Linked DNA regions of Danio rerio: region 2 is linked to region 1. Evidence: chromatin contacts called from public HiChIP or PLAC-seq data. All regions are on one chromosome and are shown on one strand. Each heading gives the region's core, a stretch centred on a gene start, on an enhancer-like site or on the middle of the called end of the contact. The rest is flanking DNA. Distances are from core to core; before and after follow the strand shown. Region 1 holds the start of itpkca (inositol-trisphosphate 3-kinase Ca). Region 2 holds the start of ppm1nb (protein phosphatase, Mg2+/Mn2+ dependent, 1Nb (putative)).

Region 1 (3,773 bases), core at 491-2,990:
GAGAAGCAGCTCATTTGCATTTGAAGCTAAAGGATACAAAAACAGCTACAATGTATTTGCACACCGTAATGGGCTGATTCTGGAAGCTATAATAAGTAATCTGATGGGTATTTTGAGCTGAAACTTTATAGATACACTCTGGGGACACCAAAAGGTTTTTCTTACATCTTGTAAAAGAGGTCAAATTGGTGCCCTTCAAAATACAAAGTCAAAAACACCTACAAAAATAACAAAAGTTACAAAAGTAACTGTACTCAGGTGAAATACTCAAGTATTTTAAAATATGTGAACAGACAGCTTAGCTTTTAGAAATGACTTAAGATGAAACAGCTCTCATTCTAATATTCTGAAAACGTAGTATTTCCGTAATTCTAAGGCTTTTCATTGGCATTTGGGAAATTATGGCACTGATAAAATGATGACATTGATTTAGGTCAACTACTGTTCTAACAGCGTTATCAGTGTTTACACACCACATAAAGTCCACTGACTCTTTACATAAAATTTAACTTGAGTGAGAATTATTGATAGGATAAAAGTAAATGCTATTTTTATAGGATAAATCAACGAGAAAACATGAAATTATTATATAATAGACCTATGTATACTCAGGTTTTAAGAAAATTAACCACAAAACGTGTTTGTAGTCAAACCATTAGAACCACAAATCAACCATTAGCAACGTATGGTATGCGTAAGTTATCTGTTATAAACAAATGGTCAATCATCCAGATTTTTACTATTAAACCATGGTTCACTTCTGTAAGGGAAGATACAATTCCCCAAAAGCAATACTTCACCCTTTAATTTTCACCGTTTGCAGTACATGTTTAATATCTTACTTTGTAAGTTAACCAAGAAATCTGAAACAGAGCAATAGGCGATATGCAAATTACATATGTCTTGCAAGTTCATGTTTGGTCTCCACATAAAATATATCATATGCAATATTTCAAAATATTCTATAAGACGGCAGTTTACATATATTTTTACATATAAAAAATTCCGCATGGGTAAACCTGAAGTCCTGAACTGATCCCTGAACTGTAAAACAGACTCTTACCGTGAGCGCTTCGCCTGGAGACTGATTAACGTTAAAGTCAACGTATCCCAGCAAATCCTCTTCGCATTCCTCAAAAGATGAAGCCGGCGAGAGGCCGCTTGAGGACGAGTTGGAGAGTTTTCTGAGCGCCAGGGACGAGGCGGGGGAGCCGCTGAGTCCGCTGTCCGAGCAGATGGACTCCTCGTCGGGGTTGCGATGGGAACAGGAGCAAGGTCCCCGGGGGCTCTGCTCGCACTCGCAGGTCACAACCAGCTCGGGGACAGCGACGCGAGCGCGCCTGGAGAGCAGCTCTTCTGGGTGGCTGTGCTGGGTTTCACCCATACCCACGCAGGGGGCAGGGGTATCGGGCGTTTTGGTCATCACGCGGCTTCTGATCTACTAGATCATTGAGGTTGTTGATGGGTTTATCCAGATTAGGGCGCGTAACCGGCTCGCGCTGGGCACCGCCGCCGCTCCTTGTGTGCGACGCCTCGCTTGGATGCAAAAATAAAGCAATATTGGGCCAGTGTTTTAACGCTTCAGGGGCTTTAAATGCATTCTGTACATGTATGAATACAATCACGTGAAAAAGTAAAGATTCCGCAGGTATTAAAGAACTAAAACGCTCATGTGTCTATCAGCGATATTGGAAAATGTGTTATTTGCTGAACGCTGTTAAAGCGTCGCGTGAACAGACTGCAGTTTTACCCCGCCCACCTTTCTTTAAAGCAACAGAGCCAAACATGAAGAGGTCACATGAGAATCAGATTTACAGCGCCACCTAACCGGTGGTAGACGACGTAGGGACAGTTCACACAGAAATTAATAATGACCGCAGTGCATTCACACTAGCAGCAACTTTGAAGCTGCTTGTCGCCCTGAGGGGAAATTGAAGTCGGGTAGTGTTAGTGGTCGCTTGTCTCTGATTGTCGCTCGTAGTGTGGATGGGGAATTGGGCTATCTAAAATGTAGGTCACTTTTTTTCTTCAGTAGTACATTGTATACCTCTTTGAGAGTAATAAAAAAAAAAATAATGCAGGCAAACTTACATACCTGCCTGTATGTTTTAAGGCCGCTCAAATTGACGTTAATCTATAGCCCCTTTAACACATACAGACCTGATTACTGGGAATTTTCCACAAAGGTCTGCGTGTATGAACAGGCCCTTTTTGAAAATACCTGTAGGGAAAGAGAAGTTGTAACATTACTGGTAATTTGACAGAATGCTGCACTGTGTGAATGCAGAAGATTGTCAGAGAGCGAGTTCAAATCTAGAACCCGCTGATGTGAGATGCCTACTTAAGCCAGACGCATTAACATCTATGGAAATAAAAGCTTTTGAATGTTTTTCCAGACACATTTAACTGCTAGATGTTAGCCAGATAGCGTTTCTATGTTCCTTCTTAATGCCAACTTTGTAAAAAATTATTGATAAAATGCTCATGATAAACTGCTGTTTGTTTACCTTCAAGCTCTGCTTCAGTTGCTCGACACATGTGCACATGAAGGAGCCAGTGAGCACCAGCACACACACATATTACATACATCTCGACATGTGAAAGTGTTCCTCCATGTTTTCATCGAAGTTGTTCACAATACTTACCCATCTACAGAATTTGTTATGTGGTCAAGTGTGTAAACATTTAGCTGCGGCGCACGCTTCTGCCTTTAGATGTCTCAGAAAGCAGCTGCAGAAATGCTAAAGCTTTAAATAAAAGTCAAACCATCAAGAAAAGGCAGACCGCTTCTATGTTTACAAATCTAACCGCAGCCATTTTAGAGGTCATTTGTGGTTAATGATACCAGAATTTTCTGGTGTTTTAGAATGGATATGTTAATGGTCTTTTCTGAAAAAATTACAGAACGTCCGTGCCTGTGTGAACAGCTTTTTTATGAATTTACCAGAAAAGTCGTTCCAGAATTTTTCCGGATATTTACCGTTATCACTGTGTGAAAAGGACTAATGACTCACATTTTGGAAATCTTTTTTTTTTTTTTCAATAAAATGATCATACTTGTAGTTCAAATGATTTTTTATTAAAAAATAATTTAAGGTGATTTTATGGCACCACACTTTAGTACCATAAATACTTTATTAGTTAAATGGACTGTACCTTATAGCAGATGTTAATCCAAAGACAAACATTGTATTTTTATACCAACAAAAGTTTAAAAGTGCTGCCCATATTTTCACATCTAAAAAAAATCTAATGTTTAGATTTTTGTAAAAAACTAAATTTAGTGAGCTCGCATTACCAATTTGAGACCTTAGTGGAAATGAAAAAATAACAATTAAATGGCCAAATTTCAGGCAAAATATCTGTTGCATTATATAATTCCAAAGTGTGTCAAGAATAGACATAAACTGCAAAATTATTTGATATAAAAAGTTTTGTTTTTAAGAATCACAAAAATTGAAAGCATCTAAAACAGACATAAAACATACACACTAATCATGTTAAAAAACAAAACAACAATGGTCAAAAAAACACTAATTCATAAAACATACACAGGAATGCCTTTTAAAAAAAACAAACCAAAACATATATCCTGAGGTCATACTTTTTGGACACTTCTGGTTTTCTTCAAGTCTGATATGGCAACAGTCTTAAAAAGCCCCTTCATAAAGCCAGTGTAACAGCATTTTGAGCCAAGCCCAAAGTTACATTAGGGATAGAGAAAACAAACAGCATTCGAGTTTCAATAGTAAAATGACTACAGACGCATCTGT
Region 2 (3,773 bases), core at 741-3,240, 92 kb before region 1:
TATACACTCCAGGCTGTGCCAGACATGTCAAGTCTGTAATCACATTCAATTTTTTTTTTACACACACAAATAGAATAATCTGAATCCAAAGTCCACTGCAGTTGTCCATGAGCTCATCTATCACATAACTGCACATTAATTTAGTGCAAATGTTACATCACCAAGTCAAACACATGACATAAATGGCCAAGAAGCTCTTTAGAGTGTTAGAGAGCACATGGACACAATCAGGGCAGAACAGCTAATGGCAGTGTGCATTAGAACGCCCCTTCTCTTGTGAAGCCAACAGAGCTCAACAGCTGTTGACTCTGATTATCCTCCAAATGCAGGTGCAAATCTTGAACGAATGCTGTGTGCACACTGGTGCAAAGCCGAATGAGCCTGTATTAGATCAGTCCAAACCTTCAAAAATCTTCTCTGCATAAAACCCTCCACGAGGCCTCCTGCTAATGTACTTTACTGCAGCCTAACATGGCTGGGTCAGATTGAATCTCTCCGGGGAGACGTCTGCCAGCACTGCCAAAATAAGACTGAGAGAAGATCTCACCTACTTCATTCAGACATCATTGACTCCTTTTCTCCCTCTGCCTCAAAATGTAAATCCTAGTGTCATGCATCAGTCCGCTCATGAAGGTAGTCCATCCATCAGATCCCATCAGCCTGCCAAACTTCCATTGGGAAAAGTCCTGTATGATGTGCTGACTAGTCAGCAGCATTACTATACCTCTACAGAGCACCACTCAACTTCAATCTGATCTCTTATCCTCCCCCCAACCTACCTCAGTTACTGCCAACCTGCTATTCGTGTACCAGCAGATTACACGTGTAAACAATACAGCTCATGAGAGCTTGATTCCCTGTGCTGTTCAGTCCTGCTCAAGACTCTCACCTTTGCTGGCCATTTCTGCTGCTTCCACACCAAACCCCCTCTCCTCCTAGCACTCCACGAACCCTCTGGGCTTTTTTTGGCCATCTTAGCGTTGTCAGCTGGAAGGGGTTGGCCTGACCTAATAATATCTCAACCACTTGGACACCCCATCTTTACGAACACACACAGCTATACTCCCTTATGAGCTGTTCCAAGCTTAAGGAACCTGAGACGTCAGCATGTGTTTGTGTGCATCTCAAGGGAAATGGATAAGCTTAGATATAAGCAAATTGCTCAGGCATTGCTCAAAGAGTGCTGTGCTTTATCTTCCGACATACTAGCAAAAAAGCTAGCCTTTAACACCTACCTGAGGATGCATGTAGGTTTTTATCTACATATAACTTCGGTAATGAAAAGGCCTCTCTTTTGTCAGGTAGCTTGACCCAGCAGATGAGTCAGTACTATCAGAATGATGCAATCATTGTTCAGCTGTCAAACACATTTATTCATGTGACATTTGTGTTTGCGTCATTCCGCAGACACACAAGAAGAGTTACAAAGACAAAAATATCTTGTTACGTAATAATGTTTATGAATGCATTTTTGATTTACATAATCCACTAATCTGTCTGAAACAACCCTTGTTAGAGTCTCCTGAGTTCGTATCTGAATATGCCATTTATGAATTCTGCTCAAGGCAAACCGTGTTCTTTAATGTGAATCACTGGATCTGGTTCACATAACAGTTTTTAAGAAAAAGCAATGGAACGTACACTGTCTCTCTTTCTTTATTTATTTCCCTCATGCTGGGCTACTGTGAAAAATCTGTTATGCACATTAATCTGTGCATGTTAGGTAATCCAAAATTATCAAATGCTCAGCACAGATGATTAACAGAGGGAGTTCAGGAGGAGAAGCTGAGGGAGGGAGAGAGGGAGAGGCACTGAACATGTGAAAGAGAGAGAGCCACTCTGCGAAAGGATTGCATGTTGGTGTGTACAACAAGAGGGAGGGCCAGCGAGATCATTGGTGCACAGAAATAGCTCAGCCAATCGGAGGGATGACAGGAAAATAACGGGCTCAGACAGAGAGAAAGCTTAGAGAGAGGGAATATCACTGACATATAGGAGAGGAAGGCAATAAAAGTGGATCAAATTGGACGGAGCAACCGTGACAACAGATAGATTAGATCTCAGTGAGATTTGTAGCAATGGGTAGACTGAGAGAAGGGATATCCAAGCATTCTATATTGGACCACTCGATGATGCTTGAAGGTGCAGAATCAGTCTCCCGGGAGATAATGCTGTGAAGGCCCTGAACAGCAAGGCTGCACACAGCCAAACCAAAGCCAGCGAGCTACAGCACAGGGTGGAGGCCGTGAACGGATTCAAACGAGTGCAAAAAAGACATCATGAGGACATCTAGGAAAGGAAGCGTTGAAATGCCTGCTTTTGTAAGGCAGCTGGTAAAGGAGACAGAGAAAAGGGTCACCTCCTTTTTTAAAGGGGGACGAGGAGGAGGCGCAGGGGAGCTGTCCGAAAGCGAAGAGGGGGCAGAAGAGGAAGGGGTGATCCCTAGCCCCTATTTGGACCGGCCAGTTCTGGACAAGCACATGCAAGAGGGTTGTGCCTCCTGGGGACTTACCTATGCCCTGGCTAGTATGCAGGGCTGGAGGGCCCACATGGAGGATTTCCATAATTGCTTCCCTCAGCTTGGAGGGGAACTGTCCCACTGGGCATTCTTCGCTGTTTTCGATGGACATGCAGGAAGTGCTGTGGCCCAGAACTGCTCCCGAAATCTACTTGATCACATCTTAGGTACAGGTGAGCATCAAGCTGTCCTAAAATCAGTTGGCGTTTTTGTTTATTGTGCTGTAGATACATAAAGTACATAATGTTACTGTAGATCGGATCATCACATCACGTGTTCATTGTTGATCTCTTTAGATTACACCTGAGACAATCCCTTGAGACTGGATTAATTTGTAGACCTGCTGTACAACCAAAGCCACTGCAACATTAAAACTTCATTAGGCTGCGTTCTGACAAGTTAATTGAGGTGTACAACATGTTCCCTATGTAGGAAACGCAATTATCTTCACATAACGCTTTGTCCTTGCAATCTTCACTAATAAAGCCTTTATATTCATTTGTGAATAAGCAAATGTGATCTGTTTGAAGATCACTGATAGATCCTGCACTAGCAATAGCAGACTAGCTTGGGTTGGTTCATTTGTTACATGAGCGGTTTCTTCTCAGGCAAGATCCGAGCAGATGAAGATGTGGAAAGGGTCACTGAGGGCTTCAAGGAGGGCTTCTTTCTTATGGACAAGCACCTTCATGCCATGGCCTGCCGTGAGGGTTGGGAGCGGGGTGGGACCACTGTCGTTTCCACTGCTATCACTCCGCACCACATCTACTTCGTGAATTGCGGGGACTCTCGGGCTGTTCTGTGCCGTGCTGGGCGAGTGGCATTTTCGACAGAGGACCACAAGCCTTTTAGCCCAGGTGAGAAGGAGAGGATAGAGAGTGCTGGAGGATCGGTCACTTTGCAGCGAGTGAATGGCTCTCTGGCAGTCTCCCGAGCATTGGGGGACTTCAGCTACAAGACAGTCGAGTGGCGGTCAGTCACAGAACAGATGGTATCACCAGAACCAGAAGTGTCTGTGGTGGAGCGCTCGCCAGCAGATGAGTTTCTGGTTCTGGCCTGCGATGGTGTGTGGGACACTGTCAGTAATGAAGAGCTCTGTGCCTTCGTACATAGCCGACTGCGTATCTGCACCGACCTGAGGGAGGTCTGCTCCCAAGTCATCGACCTTTGCCTCTATAAGGTTAGTATGAACAAAAGATTTCATGTAGTATTTGGTTCAGACCAATTCATGCCCAATTTGGTCTCTTTTCCCAGA

Evidence for each region. HiChIP or PLAC-seq counts read pairs in DNA pulled down with a chosen protein or histone mark.
Region 2: an H3K4me3 HiChIP or PLAC-seq map of gastrula embryo shows a contact between it and region 1, with 2.5 times the contacts expected there. The contact joins the promoter of ppm1nb here to the promoter of itpkca in region 1. A contact is called at or near these places in 2 of 4 datasets of contacts at active chromatin or transcription factors (embryo and gastrula embryo).

What each region holds. Positions count from the first base shown.
Region 1 is chr21:22,734,484-22,738,256 of GRCz12tu, reverse strand. It overlaps itpkca (inositol-trisphosphate 3-kinase Ca), which reads right to left and starts at 1,740. Exons shown (of 7, transcript XM_681366.11): 1 at 1,064-1,740. The coding sequence starts at 1,423. It overlaps ccdc61 (coiled-coil domain containing 61), which reads right to left. Exons shown (of 13, transcript NM_001077166.1): 13 at 3,058-3,773.
Region 2 is chr21:22,826,659-22,830,431 of GRCz12tu, reverse strand. ppm1nb (protein phosphatase, Mg2+/Mn2+ dependent, 1Nb (putative)) reads left to right here and starts at 1,990. Exons shown (of 6, transcript NM_001103117.1): 1 at 1,990-2,691; 2 at 3,127-3,698. The coding sequence starts at 2,280. It overlaps rtn2b (reticulon 2b), which reads right to left and starts at 942. Exons shown (of 8, transcript NM_001029959.2): 1 at 890-942. The coding sequence starts at 902.